2 separate regions of the Sus scrofa genome follow, and region 1 is linked to region 2. A link is a contact called in public Hi-C data. All regions are on one chromosome and are shown on one strand. The core of a region is the stretch at or near the end of the contact, and the rest is flanking DNA. Distances in the headings are between cores, read along the strand shown.

The links. Hi-C and Micro-C count contacts between places; a contact is called where the count stands out from the background.
Region 1: a contact with region 2 is called in a Hi-C map of liver, with 7 times the contacts expected there. The contact joins two enhancer-like sites. A contact is called at or near these places in 2 of 47 Hi-C or Micro-C datasets (both in liver) and 1 of 2 datasets of contacts at active chromatin or transcription factors (alveolar macrophages).

What each region holds. Positions count from the first base shown.
Region 1 is chr1:29,256,497-29,259,734 of Sscrofa11.1, reverse strand. No RefSeq gene overlaps it. Among named protein-coding and RNA genes, the nearest start is that of ALDH8A1, 200 kb to the right of the region's middle. Within about 2 kb of position 1,749, at least 4 of the 83 cell types and tissues checked have an H3K27ac peak or open chromatin away from gene starts, as enhancers often do. A contact at or near this core is called in liver, where this site is marked.
Region 2 is chr1:29,100,709-29,103,999 of Sscrofa11.1, reverse strand. No RefSeq gene overlaps it. Among named protein-coding and RNA genes, the nearest start is that of ALDH8A1, 42 kb to the right of the region's middle. Within about 2 kb of position 1,774, at least 29 of the 83 cell types and tissues checked have an H3K27ac peak or open chromatin away from gene starts, as enhancers often do. A contact at or near this core is called in liver, where this site is marked.

The DNA of each region.
Region 1 (3,238 bases), core at 500-2,999, 160 kb before region 2:
CCCCCAGGTCCAAGCAGTCATCACCCCTCACCTAGGTTATTGCAACAGCCTCCCCAAAGCTTCCTTGCTTCTGCTATTATTTTCCATCCATCCATCTCCATACATAAACCAGTATAATCTTTGAAACATCAATTTTGTATGTCATTGCCACCAGACTTCATTTAAAAGCCTGTGGCTTTCTACTGTACTTAGAATAAAATCCAAACTCTGTGGCCTGGACAAGTCCCCACACTTTGACCTCCCCAGCATTTCTCTTATGCGTGATACTATAAACACCAACTTTGAACACGGAGTGTTCTTTCCTGCTGCAAAGCATTGGCTGCTGCCTTTGCCCAGAAGACATTCACTGCTATTCTTTGCATAAAATACTTCCTCTGATCTCAGAGTCTCCACTATAACATCACCTGCTCAGCACAGCTGTCCCTGGGCACCTGTCTGAAGCCCCCTCTCCCATCACTCTGTCATATCACCTCATTTATTTCTTCTTTTTTTTTCCTTTCACTTTGTAGGGCCATACCTGTGGCTTATGGAAATTCCCAGTCTAGGGGTTGAATTGAATCAGAGCTACAGCTGCCACCTAAACCTCAGCAATGCAGGATCCAAGCCGTGTTTGCAACCTAAAGCACAGCCCACAGCTACATGGGATCCTTAACCCACTGAGCGAGGCCAGGGATCAAACCCACATCCTCATGGATCCTAGTCAGGTTCATTAACCACTGTGCCATGAAGGGAATTCCTCTTCTTCTTCTTCTTCTTTTTTTTTTTTTTTTTTTTAGCTGTGCCTGCAGCATTTGGAAGTTCCTGGGCTCAGGATAGAACCTGTGCCATAGCAGTGACAAAGCCAGGCCTTTAACCCACTGAGCCACAAGAGAACTCTGCACTTTCCCTTTAAGACAACTTACTATACTCTATAATTACCCTATGTATTTTCTTCTATCTTCCTATATGAAAATCTAAACTTCTGAGAACAGGGAATGTTATTAGCTTCCCATCATGTCCTCTTTCTCTAACCTAGAACATTTCCTGAACAATTGGGAAAATTGATTAAAATTCGTTAGGAAATGCTGCATACCATTAGAATCCACCAGCTCAGGGCTGCCTGTGTCAGGATGTGGGGAAAGGCTGAGTGAAAACAGAATAAAGCACTGTTCCCAAGCCAGGTGCCTGTCAGCAGGACAAATTTGCAAGCACTCTTTGACCTGGCAAATCAGTGTTCAGGAACAGAGGGTGAACATGCTTGGTTAGGAAGTTCCATGGGTGAGTCAGGGGCATCTTAGTCTCAGCAGGATCAGAAAGAGCCTTTCCTTTGTCACTGGAGTCACCACGGCTCACAGTGGACAGTTATGGGGTGATAACATGTGGTCAGAGCAAGGCTTCAACCCTCCTGTTATAGGAGAAGTAGCTAGCAGAGGTACCCTGACAGATGAGAGTAGAGCGCTCAGAAATGATGTTTTGTTCCTGCTGTGGTGCAGTGGGTTAAGAATCCAACTATAGTGGCTCGGGTCACTGTGGATGCATGGGTTTGATCCCAAGCCCAGCACAGTGGGTTAAAGGGTTCAATGTTGCTGCACTTGTGGCATAGGTCACAGCTGCGGCTCAGATTCAATCCTTGTCCCAGTAAGTTCCATATGCCGTGCGTGTGGCCATTAAACAAAACAAAACAAAAAAAGTGCTGGTTTGCTACAACCCAACCTTCCAGGGCAGCATATGAGGCAACTCAGATCAAAGGTCTTGAGCTTTTGTGAGGGGGGGAGCGGGTGTCTGTTTAAAATAGCTCTTTTTAGGAGTTCCTGTTGTGGCTCAGTGGTAGTGAACACAACTGGTGTCCATGAGGATACAAGTTCGATCCCTGGCCACGCTCAGTGGGTTAAGGATCTGGCATTGCCATTAGCTGTGGTGTAGGTCACAGACACAGCTCAGATCTGGCATTGCTGTGACTGTGGCATAGGCTGGCGGCTGCAGCTTCGATTTGACCCCTAGCTTGGGAACCTCCATATGCTGCAGGAGGTGCAGCCCTGAAAAGCATAAATAAATAAATAAATAAATAAATAAATAAATAAATAAATAAAACAGCTCTTTTTATAAAAGTAGAATATAGTAGAAAACTTGGAAAATATAGGAAAAATATAAAGGAGACATTTTAGTACCAAAAAAAAAAAAAATCACCATAGCCACTAATACATATATTGAGGGTTTACAATCTGTCAAGCATTTTCCTACGCGCCTCACATGTATGTATTTATTTAATTCTCACAACAACCCAATGAGGTGTTTTCCTGACCATTTTACAGCTGAGAAAACTGAGGCACGGGGGAGTTAGGAAATTTGCCCTAAATCATGCAATCCTAGGATTTTAATTTAGCAGCGTTCCTCCAGAACACACATTCTTGGCTCTGGGCGGTTGTATATATTCACATCTGTACACATACGCACACATTCGTACATGCAATGGAGCAAAAAGAAGGCTTAAATATTAACAACCTTCCCTCGTCCTTCTATTAAGGAAGAAAGCTCATTTTGGGTTAGCTTCCAGATCTCTGAAAAATAAATAAAATATTTTAGATTCCCCTTTTCTGGTTAAGGTAGAGATGATCTTCCTATTATTGCCAGAAGCTGTGTTTGCTTATTTGTGAAGCCATGACCTGGCGTGTAACTTCATCAAATGTTTGTTCTACGACGGCAGAGTGACCGTATTTCTCTCCCGCCTCCTACACCCCTTTAACCTGCTAAGCTGGCCCTAGATTTGTTAGCTTGGCTGTGATTTTTTTTTTCTAGTCAATGGCTAAATTTTGACAGCTGATACTTTGTTTCAGAATTTTGCCCGATGTTTAATCATTTCTTTGAATACATTTTTTTTCTCATACTGCTCTTGTCTGGTTTTGGCATCAAGGTTGTACTGGACTTATAAAGTGAATTGACAAGTGCTTCCTCTTTTTCTCCTCTCTGAAAGAGTTTACGTTTGGAATTACCAGCACCTTGATCTCACCTATGAGAAAGTCTGGGCCTAGGATTTTGATCACAGGAAGATTTTAAATTTTTAATTCGATACTTTCATGGTTAGTGCACAAGTCAAGCTTTGTTTTATTTTTTGAGTCAGTGCGGATGAAAGTTTATTGTCCCAGGAACAAATCTAATTCTCAAAGGTTTTTAAATTTTATTGGTGTAAACTTACTTTTTTCTCATTTATCTAATTTTGCAATGTTACATGTGTAGTAACATTCTTTTCTTCCTTTTTTCC
Region 2 (3,291 bases), core at 525-3,024:
ACGGCTGCCCAGGTGGTGTGTCTGGCAGGCCTCCAAGTGGAGTAAGAAGGGATTCGACCCCACTTCCCTCACGACCTGATATAATGTCAGAAATCTCCACAGGCAGCATAGATTTAACTCCTGAGATAAAGCATTTTGGGTCCAGGTCCGTGTGAAAAATCAAGTATGTCCCACAAATCAAAACAACATTGAGGCATCACTTGCACCAATGAGAATGGCCATTTTCAAAAAGTCTACAAATAATAAATGCTGGAGGGAGGTCTCTGGTGCCTCAGCAGATGAAGGATCCAGCATTGTCACTGCTGTGGCTTGGGGCACTGTTGTGGTGCAGGTTTGATCCCTGGCCCAAGAACTTCTGCAGGACATGGGTGTGGCCATAACAAATGAATAAATAAATAAATAAATGCTGGAGAGGGTGTGGAGGAAAAGGGACCCTCCTACACTGTTGGTAGGAATATAAATTGGTGCAGCCACTATGGAGAATGGTTAGGAGCTTCCTTAGGAAAACTAAAAATAGAGTTACCACATGATCCCACAATCCCACTCCTGAGCATATATCCTGAGAAAACTATAATTCAAAAAGATATATGCATCCCAGTGTTCACTGCAGCACCATTTACAGTTGCCAAGACATTGAAGCTACCTAAATGTCCATCTTATAGATGAATGGTTAAAGAAGATGTGGTACATATGTACAGTGGAATACTACTCAGACATAAAAAATAATTTTTGTAGCAACATAGATGGACTTAGAGATTGTCATACTAAGTGAAGTAAGACAGAGAAAGACAAATATCATACAATATCACTTCTAATGTAATCTAAAAAAATGATACAAATGAACTTATTTACAAAACAGAAATAGACTCACAGATATAGAAAACAATCTTATGGTTACCAAAGGCAAAAGAGGGGTTGGAATAAATGAGAAGTGTGGGATAAACACATATACAGAACTATATATAAAACATAAATAAAGACCTACTGTATAGCACAGGGAACTATAGTCAATATCTTGTAATAATCTATAACAGAAAATATGAAAAAAATATATGTGTGTGTGCATGTATAACTGAATCACTTTACTGTATACCTAAAATTAACACAACATTGTAAATAACTATCTTTCAACAAAAATTTTTAAAAATTAAATATGTCTCTAAGATAGGAATTATCACTTCAGATTATTTAGTCAATTAGCAAGGGAAAGAATGGGACATAGGGAGTTGCCTGATGGCTCAGCAGGTTAAGGATCTGGCATTGTCATTGCCAGGGTTCCATCCCTGGCCTGAGAACTTCCAGTAACAAGAGTGCAGCCAAAAAAACCCCAAAAGTAGTGGGACATAGGGTAGATGATTTTTGATGGCTGATTAGGTCAAGCGAGATCCATGGCATAAAACATAAAAATCCCCATGGAGGGACTGGATCTTAAGGAAAATCACAGAAATAAAATTCAGGGCATTTAGGCTTTGCCTCTAGAATTAGATAAATCACAAGACAGAAAAGCCAGTACTTCGCCTTTGAGTATTCAAAGGCGAGGCGGTGCTTCCTGTCTCGGGCGGTTGCCTCTCTGCTCTGCTTGCACTGAGACCGATAATTCTTATTCTAGACTTGAATCTAATAAAACCATGTGTTTGGATTTCCTGGAATTTTTCTGACTCTGAATATGGACTTCTTCCCAAAATCTTCCACGTCCCGTCTGCCCTATGAATGGGCAGTTTCCAGGATGTTAGCAGAGGGAACCCAGTGGGGGCGGGGGAGAGGCTGGGAGAAAGGGCGGGGGAGAGGCTGGGAGAGGGGGCGGATGTCCTCCCAGCGCCGCCAGACTCGACACCAGAGGCAGGTGGAGACTTAGCCTCCCCGAGACTTACAAGCCGCCAAATTCACCTTTTAATTTACTCTGAGTCAAAATAGGATGAAATAAGAGCTAATAAAATAACCCAGTTGGCCAGAAAGTGTTCTCCATCCTATTTCTCAGAGCGCTCTGACCCAGGGTGAATCATCCCAGCCCCTACCTTCTGGCTGTTGCTGGTGATAAGCGGTGCTCCAAGTCGCTGGGCTCCCTCCCTCTCCTCCACGCTTTCTGTTCTCTTTCCGATCCTTCTTTCCCCTCTTTTCTTCCTTTCCTCCCTTCCTTCCCTTTCCTCTCCTTCTCTCCTTCCTTCCTTTCTTCATTTCCTTCCATCCTTCATTTACTCAAAAAATACTTGTTGAGGGCTTACCCTGGGTCAGATGCTGCAAAAAAGAATGAGACAAATCATTGTACAGAACCCCTGTTCTACACACACACACACACACACACACACACACACACACACACACACTCCTATTTGAGGACTCCCCATAGCAGATCCTCAGAATGAGATGGATATTGGCTTTTGTCACCTTACACTTAGCAGCGAGGCATACCTGATGCTTAACTGATACATGCCAACTAACAGCAGGGATAGGATGGGATGGTGAAGGGATCTGAGTTTGACTCCTGGCTCTGCCTTTGACTTTATGGATGACCTGGTCAGGGATCTGGACTATATGATCCTCACCTAAAGAAAGGAAGGGTGGCCTAGATGCCTACTCAAGTCCTCTCAGTCCCCTCAACCCATTATATATCTGAAAGATCTGAAAGTGTTCAGGGATAATGAGGAACTTGGTCTCTCAATGTCAGAAATGCAAAAAAAATTGAAAGCCATTTTTAAAAAATCTAACTTTCTGAAACCTGCATTTATCGGGGAATATATAATAAATGTAAGCAATTCCTATTTCCGCTAATATAAAATATTCAGATTGCTTTCTGGCCAAGTCTTTGCAGCAGTAATGCAAATGAGGAGGCTGTTGAGCGGATCACGAAAAATTTCTGCAGAAAAGCAGCGCCACCTTCTGGAATACCATGGTGCTGCATGTAGTGAGTACAAATTCTGAGAAATCACCAGTCTGGGGTGTCACAAAACACGGAATCAAGAGCATTAGTCTTAATCAGAAGCTGCACCTTAAACTTTGACATGACCGTCAAACTGTGGAAATATTTCTCCATAGGTTAATTTTTGTGATGTTTTAGACTTACTTTTGCATCAAACTCTTCATCCATGCTATATATCTTTCTTTATAAATTAGCCTCAGTAATAGGTACTAATAAAAGCCACTTAGTCAAAATCGCTTATTTTGAGTATATGGCTAGGTTCAAAGATCTAAAGTGTTCTTTCATTCAGACTCCACTATATCCATCAACAAACTTGTCGGATCTCCAAATCTTGCTTCAGCTCTAGAATTTGGCCACATGAAGAAAATCCTGTT